Linked DNA regions of Mus musculus: region 1 is linked to region 2. A link is a contact called in public ChIA-PET data. All regions are on one chromosome and are shown on one strand. Each heading gives the region's core, a stretch centred on a gene start, on an enhancer-like site or on the middle of the called end of the contact. The rest is flanking DNA. Distances are from core to core; before and after follow the strand shown.

Region 1 (4,601 bases), core at 504-3,003, 290 kb after region 2:
GTGTTTAATCAGCAGACCAATCCACACCTTAACCTCACATTCTCCTCCGTTCAGGTGCGGCTGCTTATGTTGATTTCATTCACCTCCAGTTAAAACTATACTGAATTGATAGGTTGAGAATAAATATGAGCATCTTACTTTTCTCTCTTTGACCCTTTCCTCCACCTCTGTTGAGTTTTGCAGAGCTCCACCCCAGGTAGCCATATGGTCCAATGCAGTGTCCTTTATCCCTGTCTGGGACCTTCTCAACTGTGTGTGGAGTAGTGCATGGTCAGGGACTCAGACCTGTGCTTCCGAACAAATCCACAGAACCTGTTCTTGTGTTTACTTTAGGACACCATATGTTAGGTCACTGCTTACCCCAGCCAGGCTGAGGCTGGCACACACCCCATGTTTTCTTCCCAGTACCTCAACTGTTGCAACTGCCAGGCTCCTGTGGTAATGAGCCTGACCAGGACTGGGCAGTAGCAGCATGCCCAGGGCTTGCTGTTGGGAGACCTGGGCATTTACGTTGAAGCTGTCATTGGAAGAGCTCTCAGCAGACCCACGTCACAGGGTCATCTTCCTATCTGTTGTATATCCATCCCATGGCAGTGGGATGGAAGCCTGCATACCTCCATCCAGGTCCTGACTGTGTCTGTCCTTCACCTGACTGCTCCTTCATGCCTGAGAAGAAAAGTAGAAACTGTTAACTGCACAGAAGCAAGGAAGTCCTCTCTGCTCTAAGCCCATCTGGTGTTGATGTTCTGTAGAGGAACCTGTACTGGGCTGCCACCCTGAAAGCCCCTGCCCAGGAGCCTGGACACGGTAGCAGTTGGGCTTGCTGCCTGGGCTGCCCAGGGCAGAGGAGAGACCTCACTGTTCTCTGAGCCTGCCTTGGAGCCAATGAGGCCTGGAATGTTTGACTAGGGGAATCCAACAAAATAATCAAGAGTTTTCTGCCTACACAGTGGTGTTTTAGTCTTGGTGTCAGTGCAGTATTACAGACAGCAAAAGTGCTGCTGTACCCTGCTGTGAAACTGTATGGTTAATAAACTGCATGTGTTACTAGGTGGGTTACTAAACAATAATATTAACAATATTGTTTGTATATATGTTCATTGGATCCTCCCACGCCAAATTCCCCGTTCTTGGTAGTAAGGGACAGTGGACCATTCCCCAGCCCTGTGAACAGTAAACCCAGCTCTGCCCTCGGCCCTGGCTGGCCTGACGCCGAGCTTTCTCACAGTCTTCTTTCCCATCACGTTGCAGACAGCAAGAGCAGAGGGTCATTTTGTCCTGGAAAGTCGTTAATTCTGTAAACATGGTCCTCCATGCGAAGCAACAAAGAATCCTCAGAGCGTGATCCTCCAAGTAAAAGAACTATGAAGTGAGACAGACAGACGCATTCCTGGGAACCTGGCTTTTCCTCTCTTGCACTTTAACATGGTTCCTTCAGGGTCAGTTCATGAGTCTAGAGGAGCAGAAAAACATGTGCCATCAGCTGCTGAGCCACAGGCTCTGTCCTTTCCCAACTCAGGAGTGCTGTTTAGACCCACAAAGCTGGTTTGCTGCGCCTTGCCAAGCCACATTAAGCAGCTGTGTAAAATGAATTTAAATGACATGCATCAGAGTAAAATCTCTTCCACTGGGGCAGAAAATCAATGTTAGCTAACCAGCCTGAGAAGATCGACTGTGCTCCAGCCAGCAACTTCCGGGAGCACTGCCTAGAAGGCTGCACCTCCTCCTTAATTAGAATTGAGAGGAGGAGCAAAGCTGGGGCAACTGTGACTGTCTGCACCTGGCAAAGCCCCCGCGCATGCGCGCGGTGCCCTGCCTGTCCACCTGCTGCCTGGGAAGTTACCGTTCATGTTTACAGTATATCCTTTCTGAAAAAGAAAGAAACCCAAGTATAGTTCCTATTTCAGGCGCCCTCTGTCCCACTTTGCAGCAGACTGGCCTCCTGTGCCTGCTGGCAGAGTGCAGGCTGGGCTGTGGGAACCCAGGGTTTACACGGCTCTGTTCCTGTGGCCGAGAGCCCTGCCCAGTGCACCATAGCTGTCCGTGCTGGAGCTCAGAGCGTCTTACTCTCTCTGCTTGTTTGGTCATCCACCCCCATGGATGGATGTCAGGTGAAACCAGTTTAGGGCATGCATTTCTTTTGAGGGGAGGGAGTGAACACTTAGCCTTTGGGGCGCCAGCGTTTGTTTTAATGTTCGCTTCATCACTCCCAAAGAGCCTGGAACCTGAAAAAGAATTACAAAAGGACAAATTATTGATGAAGGTTGGAAGTGTGTGTCTAATTCAGCTAAGTAGCTAACAAAGAGGAAGGATTGTGTATGGCTGTTATGATGTGGACATTCACAAGTTGATTGTAAAATACAGAAGAAAATAGCAGTTTAGCTGTTTGAAAAGGGGTTTCATTGATATCATTTTAGGGTGATTTGTAAGTGTATAATCCACTTGCAACACGAAATAAGCTACAAATATATAGGTTGTTTCTGTTGTTGATCTTTTGGATGAAGGAGAAGATCAGTAATAGAAAGTGGTATGGATCCGTTATGTTAAGCACATGATGGTACCCAAGCATTCAAAGCTAATGACGTACAAGGAGTGGTTGTACTCAGAAAGGGCCTCACTGTGCATTGTTTTAAAGTGTCGATAGTTCGTGTGAAGGTATTCTCAAGAGTGCATCATCCGAGTAGAGTCTGCCAGAAGCTTGGGAAGACCTTGGCCCCTGCTTCCTGAAGAGGCTTTGCTGTGAATCCTCGACACCTCCATAGCTTATAGGATGTTTGCAGTGACCAAGTCTATTATCTGTAACCTTGACAGCACGTGCAGTCATGTGAGAGAGCTTTCCTCAGCCCTACAATGTGCCCTGCCTCATTCCTTCATTCTAGGAAGAACTTGTGGTTCTAAACAGTTAGCCTCTTTGCCAAATACAGTAGTTGGTACATGGAGCTGGGTCCTTAAGAATTGCCTAGATGTGTCTTTCTTAGAAGGTCTTCCAAGCAAGAGCCATGACTTTACAAAAGACTGACAAATTCCTGGGTCTCGTGAAGCCAGGATGGTTGGAAGGAACTCCATCCCTCAATGACAGTCCCCAACCCCCAGCACAGTATAAACGTTGCCAGCTTCTTAAGATGATGTCCCAGGTCTGCTGTTGTCTGAGAGATCGTCAGTCTGTTCTCATTGTGTTGGCTCCCAAAAGAGCAGAGCTTCAATTACAGGCTCAGAATCTGGAGCAAGAAGGTTTTTGGACACTGTTTAGTCTCTGCCCTTTATTTTATGCTGGAAGGTGCTGATATTACTGGGGTCACTAGAGGTCATTGAAGTAGTGGCAAGGCATAGCAGATGCAAGGGCTGTCTGTCTTGTTCCGTGCAGTGCTGTCCCTAAACTTGGTGAAGGGGTGAACTCTTGCTTTGCATACGCGTTATCCTATAAAAGCTATTCTGCTACTAGAAAATGAACCTGGCTATGTGTCTGAGCAAGGCCATTCTCTCTGCAGAGGGCTGAGCTCCAGCGGCTTGTGCTAAAGAGGATCTGGGCTGTGCACTGGCCCGGGGCCTGGAGCCTGGGCAGCTTGGGACCTTGTTGCAGGGCAGGAGTAGGCCCTTACTGGCACAGATGGGTTGGATTCCAGTCTGTTTCACCCTGTGGTTGCCCATGCTGGGGCCGCTTCTGCCATCATTAAAACGGAGGGAGAAGCAGCTGTGGGGTGCAGGCCACATGCTGGACTTTGTCTGCTGTCCCTGGAGGAGTCACCATGGTCTCAACAAGCATCAGGGGGAGGAGACTCTCAGACTTAGTTTTTAAAAATAAATGAATGCTAGAATCAGTCAGTTAGAAGCCTCACTCTGCTTGACTAGAAGGCAGTCCCACTAAGAAGCCGGAACGCGAGCAGATAGACCTACAAGCAGGGAGCTGTGACCATGAGCTGACACCTCTTTCATCCTTCTCACCTCTCAGAGGAATGGATGACCTTTGAAATCACATGGTGGTCACTACTCTATGGCCAACAACACAAGCATTTGAAGTTTGGAAGGAACTGAGCTTCGCAAGACTAGGCGACCAGCAGCCTTCCTCTGTGGAGGACGATCTGGACCTGATCCAGACAGAGAGATGTTAGTCTGGCTTTTCGGCAGAGACCCTTGGGCCTGTACTGGTGTGTACCACACATCCGCTCTCCGAGCAGCTCTTGTTAAGACACACCATTCCTGTATAATTCATAGCCTGTACCGCTCTTTGCCGGCAAGGTACTTTCTCAGTGTTTTGCTCTGAGGCTAGCCTGATGCCGTTCTGCTGATGGACGTGAAGCTGCTGATGTGGAAACACATTAATGGAAAGAGTGCATTAAAATGTCAGAGACCAGCTCCCCCCTCCCGCCACCCTACCCCCCCAAAATCCACAGCCCAAGCCCCTGGTTATAGTAAGGTCCCCGTGCTGGAGACAGTGAGTGATTTGAATTAACTAAAATTTAGCCCTTTGGATTTTGGAAAACTAGGTTTCAAAGGGCTGAAATAGAGTCTTTATTTCAGAAATGAGATAGATAGGAGCTTTTGTGTTGTCATCTAAATAATGTGCTTTCCTTCTTTGTCCATTTTTTTCTACTCCAACCTTA
Region 2 (5,004 bases), core at 2,329-4,828:
GGTCCAGCAGGGCCATGGCTAGGGGTCCAGCAGGGCCATGGCTAGGGGTCCAGCAGGGCCATGGTCAGGGGTCCAGCAGGGCCATGGCTAGGGGTCCAGCAGGGCCGTGGCTAGGGGTCCTAGTTGTCAGGCGTGGGTACTTGTTTTCTCTATCCTGAAAGGAATTTGCTTTTCCGTTTTTGGGAATGTTGCTGGCAGGCTGGTTGCTGAAGGCCTTCAGTTCAGTGTAGCCTTTCTGACAGACCCCAGGGTGTATGCCCTTAACTCTGCCTCCCTGCTTTCCCGAGTGAGCGTTCTCTGCCTTGCTTCAGGGTACGGTCGAGGACGAGGCTGCCCCATCAGTTAGGTGGTATTTATCCCTGTCCAGCTCCACACTTCATTGTTGCTTTGTCGGCCCCAAGTAGCTGTCCACCATGGCCTTGCCTCTTCAGCTCTCAGGCTTGAGTGGAAGCAGAGAGCTGTGCAGATACTCAAAGCACACTGAGTGCATGGGTGTCCCGATGGGGATGTCTGGTGATGTGGGAGGTCCTCGTGAGTGCATGTCATGGTACTGCCAGTCCTTTGCTTGGGACACAGCTCTTTCTTACACTGTCTGTTTATACTGTGAGTTGCCTGTCTGTGCCAACTCTGAACCCAGGTTCCTCTTGATTAAGTGCATTGCGTTTGCACTCTTGATCGCTGAGCCATTTCTCCAGCCCCCGTCCTTTTGTTTTGATGCTGAGAGTTAGAAAGCTAGAACAGCCAAAGCTCAGTTTTCTTTCCAATGAGTGCTAAGTGCTGTTTGGTGCCTTACACACAGAGTCAGTAAAGCTCGGGCTCCATGATTTTCCCTGGGGAAGGATTAGAAACTCCTAGGGCTTTGCAGAGGAGAAATGAAAGTGAATGAATGGCTGGACTGCTTCTCTGTTCTTGTGCAAAAGACCACGGCCGTGGAAGCTAACTGGGGGAGCTCCAGGTGGGGCAAAGCCAAGAGCCAGAGATAGAATATGGGGATGCCCAGTGCACCCCAGTACATTGTATGGTACCCCCAAACAGTACTGGGGAGCAGAGTGTCCTGCCCGAGGAGACCTTTAAAAGGTGGTTGGTAGTGTGTCTACAGTGACCCTGTCCTGATTCCTGCTGCTCCCTCTCAGGTCTCAGTTCAGTCAGGGCTCACCCTTTTAGGAACCTGAGAGCTAATCTTGGATATGATGGTGATGACGAGAAAGGGATTCTCAGGTCTTGATTGTCATTTGTATGATGCATTCTCCTAAGAAATGGCTTGCTAGCTGGGCATACCCCCGCACCTACGATGCCAACTGCTAATGTGTTCAATGTGTCTCAGCTACCTAATTGAGTTCCAGGACAACCCAAGTTACAAAGTAAGGCCCCTCAGGAACAAACAGTGAAGTTCAGCAGTGCCCTTCGATCTGGTCACTTGGTCATTTACCCTCACCTCACTGACAGCCTGAACCAGGGTTTCAGGGTAACAGGAAGGAAAGCTGCTCTGGACTTGATACCCTGGGGGAAGGTGAGAGGCCAGCCACTCAGCTTGAGGGAGGGATCTGCTCTATGCTTGTGTGTGTGTGTGTGTGTGAGAGAGAGAGAGAGAGAGAGAGAGATATGTGTGTGTGTATGTGTGAGTGACAGAGAGAGAGATGTGTGTGTGTGTGTGTGTGTGAGTGAGAGAGTGTGTGAGTGAGTGAGAGAGAGAGAGAGAGAGAGCAGGCAGGGGGCAAGAACGCTCCTGGCTGTCAGCTGAGACTTTGAAGACAAGGGCAAGAGCCAGTTAAGAGCAGGACACTGGGGATGGGATGTTTATTGTCTGTGTGACTCCAGGCAAGTCATTTCAGTCTGTGCTTCCTGGTTCAAGGAATGGGAAAGACAGGGTTTCTCTGTGTAGCCCTGGCTGTCCTGGAACTCACTCTGTAGACCAGGCTGGCCTCGAACTCAGAAATCTACCTGCCTCTGTCTCCCGAGTGCTGGGATTAAAGGTGTGCATCACCACGCCAGGCTTCTATGGGGTTTTTTGTGTGGACTTGATTAGGTACCATGGTCAACGAAAGGGACCTTTTAATAGAGTGACAAAATACAGTGTTTTCTCATCAACAAAGACCGTAACTGAATTTGGTTTCTTTCTCTTGTCGTTAATTTAACAGTCTATCAGTTTTTTTCCTTCAGAACAAATAGGTTAATATTTGAAGCTTATTTCTAATCTAAATCACCTCAGATTTTTTTCTGATATTTCTTCCTTTGCCAAGTAAAGGAAAACTGAGTTATTGAACAGTTGTAAAATGTGGGCCATAGTTTTCAAGGCTGCTACTGGGGTAGGATGGCAAGGCAAATAGATATGCAGAGAATATTTGTAGGTTGTTAAATTGTGTGTTGTTTATCATAGAGGGCTGCTCTTTGATTACTGAGGAAGTAACTCTTGGCAATTCATTAATTTGCATAGTTTGTTGGGTTTGTTGAGGGTTGATTGAGTGACTCTGAGCTCTAAATGTTGTGTTGAGAAAGAATCTTGGTAGACAACTTCCAAATTGGATCTTTTGCTTCTAATGAATTTTCGCCATGAATTAGGCAGGTTAAAATCGTAGTTGTACTGCCTACGAGTTTGCTGGCTTTGGAAATGGTCCCTAACCTCGCAGAACCAGACCTCAGATTCTGATTCTGTTGGCTGATCCAGAAGACAGAAGGGGTGGGGTGGGGGTTTGCCTAGTGCAGGAGGGGAGTTGTCCACAGCCCTTGGGCTTCCATCAGTCTGTCCTTTCACCTGGTGGGCACAGTGTGAGGCCAGGCTGTCCCTCCTCTGTGAGGAGCTCCTGGCCCGTGAGCACCTCCAGACAGCAGTATTGACTTTGATCCTGTAGGAGTTGTGTGTCTTGTGAAGTCCCTGCGATTTCCCATATGGCCATAGAGCTCCTGAAGGAAGAGAAGAAAGGAGGCATCAGAGGAGGAATATTATTAGCATGTGTGTGCTTGGACAGCTTGTAGGAGGATGGCTTTTTAGCCTACATGCTCTTGTGAGGGTTTTTATGGTTCATTGAAAAACTGATGCAAAGAGTTTGTCCTCAGCTGTTAAGATATTCGAGCGGCTAGAAGTCAGCGCGTTGACTGTCTGTGTGTCTAGCAAGTCTGTATAGAAGGGTGTTGGATGAAGAGTGCACTCCAACGTCAGGTGACTGACTCAGCAATGCCCTAAGCTTCATTTGTTTCCAACATGTGATCATTTTTAGGACTGTCAAAGGTTCATGTGAAACACTCTAGGTAGTGTGCGCTGCACCACGTGACCAAAATATTTTCCCCTGGCTGCTTCAGAGGCTGACTGTCGCTTCTCAACAATTTTACTTGTTGGGCATCCTGCCAAGACGTTTAAGACAGCCCCTTACGTGAGCCTCCGTTCTTAACCTCACACTGAAGTGCCGCGACCTTCACATATGTAGATTAGCCATGTGTTCTGTGAATTGAAACTGCCGCCTCAGGAAGAAAGCGGCTTTCTTTATTCCAGTGGGAATTTGACAGCTATTCATCCCTGACCTGGGCAGAGGTAATGCAAGGAGATTGGACTCACATGGAGCATGGACAGATAACTCAGGCGTGTGCTGGTGCGCTGGTACGGAAGACTCTCCAGGTCCTGCGGTGTGGGCACTGGCAGAAGTGTTATGCAGACACTCAGTGTCCCTGTGGAAAGGACCCTTTCCGTTGTGGGCATCTCTAATCCATGCTGAATAGCCTTTCCAAATTAAGGTTTTGTTGTTGTTGTTGTTTTGTGGGGTTTTTTTTTTTTTTTGCCTTTTTTCTCCCCCCTTCCTTTCCCCTGCCCTCTCTCATTTGTTTGTTTATTTATTATTCATTTATTTGAGACAACAATCTCACCATGCAGTACAGACTGGCTAGTCTAGAATCCACTGGCTTTCCACTGTTTCCTGAGTGCTGGGATCACACAGGCAAGTGCCTGTGTCTGGGCTTTGAAATAATTGCTGAATTTTTGTTTTTTGTTTTTTTTCCTTCCCTATAGATATTTGAAAACAAAATGCTTTTCTTTTGTCTTTTGTCTTTGTTTTGTTTTTTGTTGTTGTTAAAACAAAATGCCTTTCATACAGTGGACCATATGGGTTATGTGTATTTCATACAGGCAAGCCTTTCAAAGATACACGGTTTTGGACCTCGGGGAGGTGTGCTGTACACGTCTGAAGTGAGCTCGTATGGTTTTCCTCACTGGAGAGTTTTATATTGATGAATGCAATTAATGAGCCGTGGGTTTTTATTAGGTAAGAGTAGTTTGAAAGCGTGTCTCTCTGTCTTCTTAGTCAGTGTCTGTGGAGTCACGGCTCTGCACGGGTGGCAGCTGAGGTACTTGATGGGCTTGGCATGGTAGAGCATTCAGAAGGCACAGTTCTCATTGTGCGATTAATAGATCTGAAGTGGCACTCGAATGAGTTCTTGGCGGAAGGCGGGGGTCTGGGCGGTGTGGCGCTTGTAAGTGGCCTTGTGTGGCTCTCAGGCAGAGCCCTTCCTATGAACACTCTGCTTTATGGCATGGGTCAGAGCCTGGCTGTCCCAGTGGGTTCAGAAGGGCTCACTCCTCTGTGGGCCTGGTAGACCAAGGAGAGGAAAAGCTGCCCTTCTGACCTGAGGAGAACTTGCTTCTTTCTACTGGGGAGGGAGTGGGGGGATCATTTTTACAAACTGAGAAAAGTGGTTGTGACGACATCTGCTTTCAGAGCAGTGGGGCCCTGGTCTCCAGGTCGCTGGGCTCACGTGTGCCCAGCCTCTGTGTGTCGCTGTGGATTGGGAGCAGGGGCACACCTCCAGAATGAGGTGAACAGAGGTGGGGTGCTGGCAGTTGGCATGCAGGAGGAAGGAGGGATTGCTCCCTGTGCTGGGTGAAGTAGCAAGGTGGCTATGTAATTAAGGTCAGAGTGGCTGCATGCAGAGTGGTCGGTCCTCCCAGGGGAAGATGTACACACACCTGAGGGAGAGCAGCCGGCCAGGCGCAGAGAGAAATGTCACAGGTCACAGTGA

Evidence for each region. ChIA-PET counts read pairs in DNA pulled down with a chosen protein or histone mark.
Region 1: an RNA polymerase II ChIA-PET map of memory CD8 T cells shows a contact between it and region 2, with 6 read pairs. The contact joins two enhancer-like sites. A contact is called at or near these places in 1 of 484 Hi-C or Micro-C datasets (cerebellar granule neurons), 5 of 115 datasets of contacts at active chromatin or transcription factors (bone marrow-derived macrophages, double positive thymocytes, embryonic midbrain and 2 more) and 1 of 9 other capture datasets (embryonic stem cells).

Annotation. Positions count from the first base shown.
Region 1 is chr17:5,294,073-5,298,673 of GRCm38.p6, forward strand. All of the region lies in intron 8 of Arid1b (AT rich interactive domain 1B (SWI-like)), which reads left to right. Among named protein-coding and RNA genes, the nearest start is that of Gm34854, 72 kb to the left of the region's middle. Within about 2 kb of position 1,754, at least 181 of the 459 cell types and tissues checked have an H3K27ac peak or open chromatin away from gene starts, as enhancers often do. A contact at or near this core is called in memory CD8 T cells, where this site is marked.
Region 2 is chr17:5,004,028-5,009,031 of GRCm38.p6, forward strand. The region is part of intron 1 of Arid1b (AT rich interactive domain 1B (SWI-like)); the gene reads left to right. Among named protein-coding and RNA genes, the nearest start is that of Arid1b, 11 kb to the left of the region's middle. Within about 2 kb of position 3,579, at least 93 of the 459 cell types and tissues checked have an H3K27ac peak or open chromatin away from gene starts, as enhancers often do. A contact at or near this core is called in memory CD8 T cells, where this site is marked.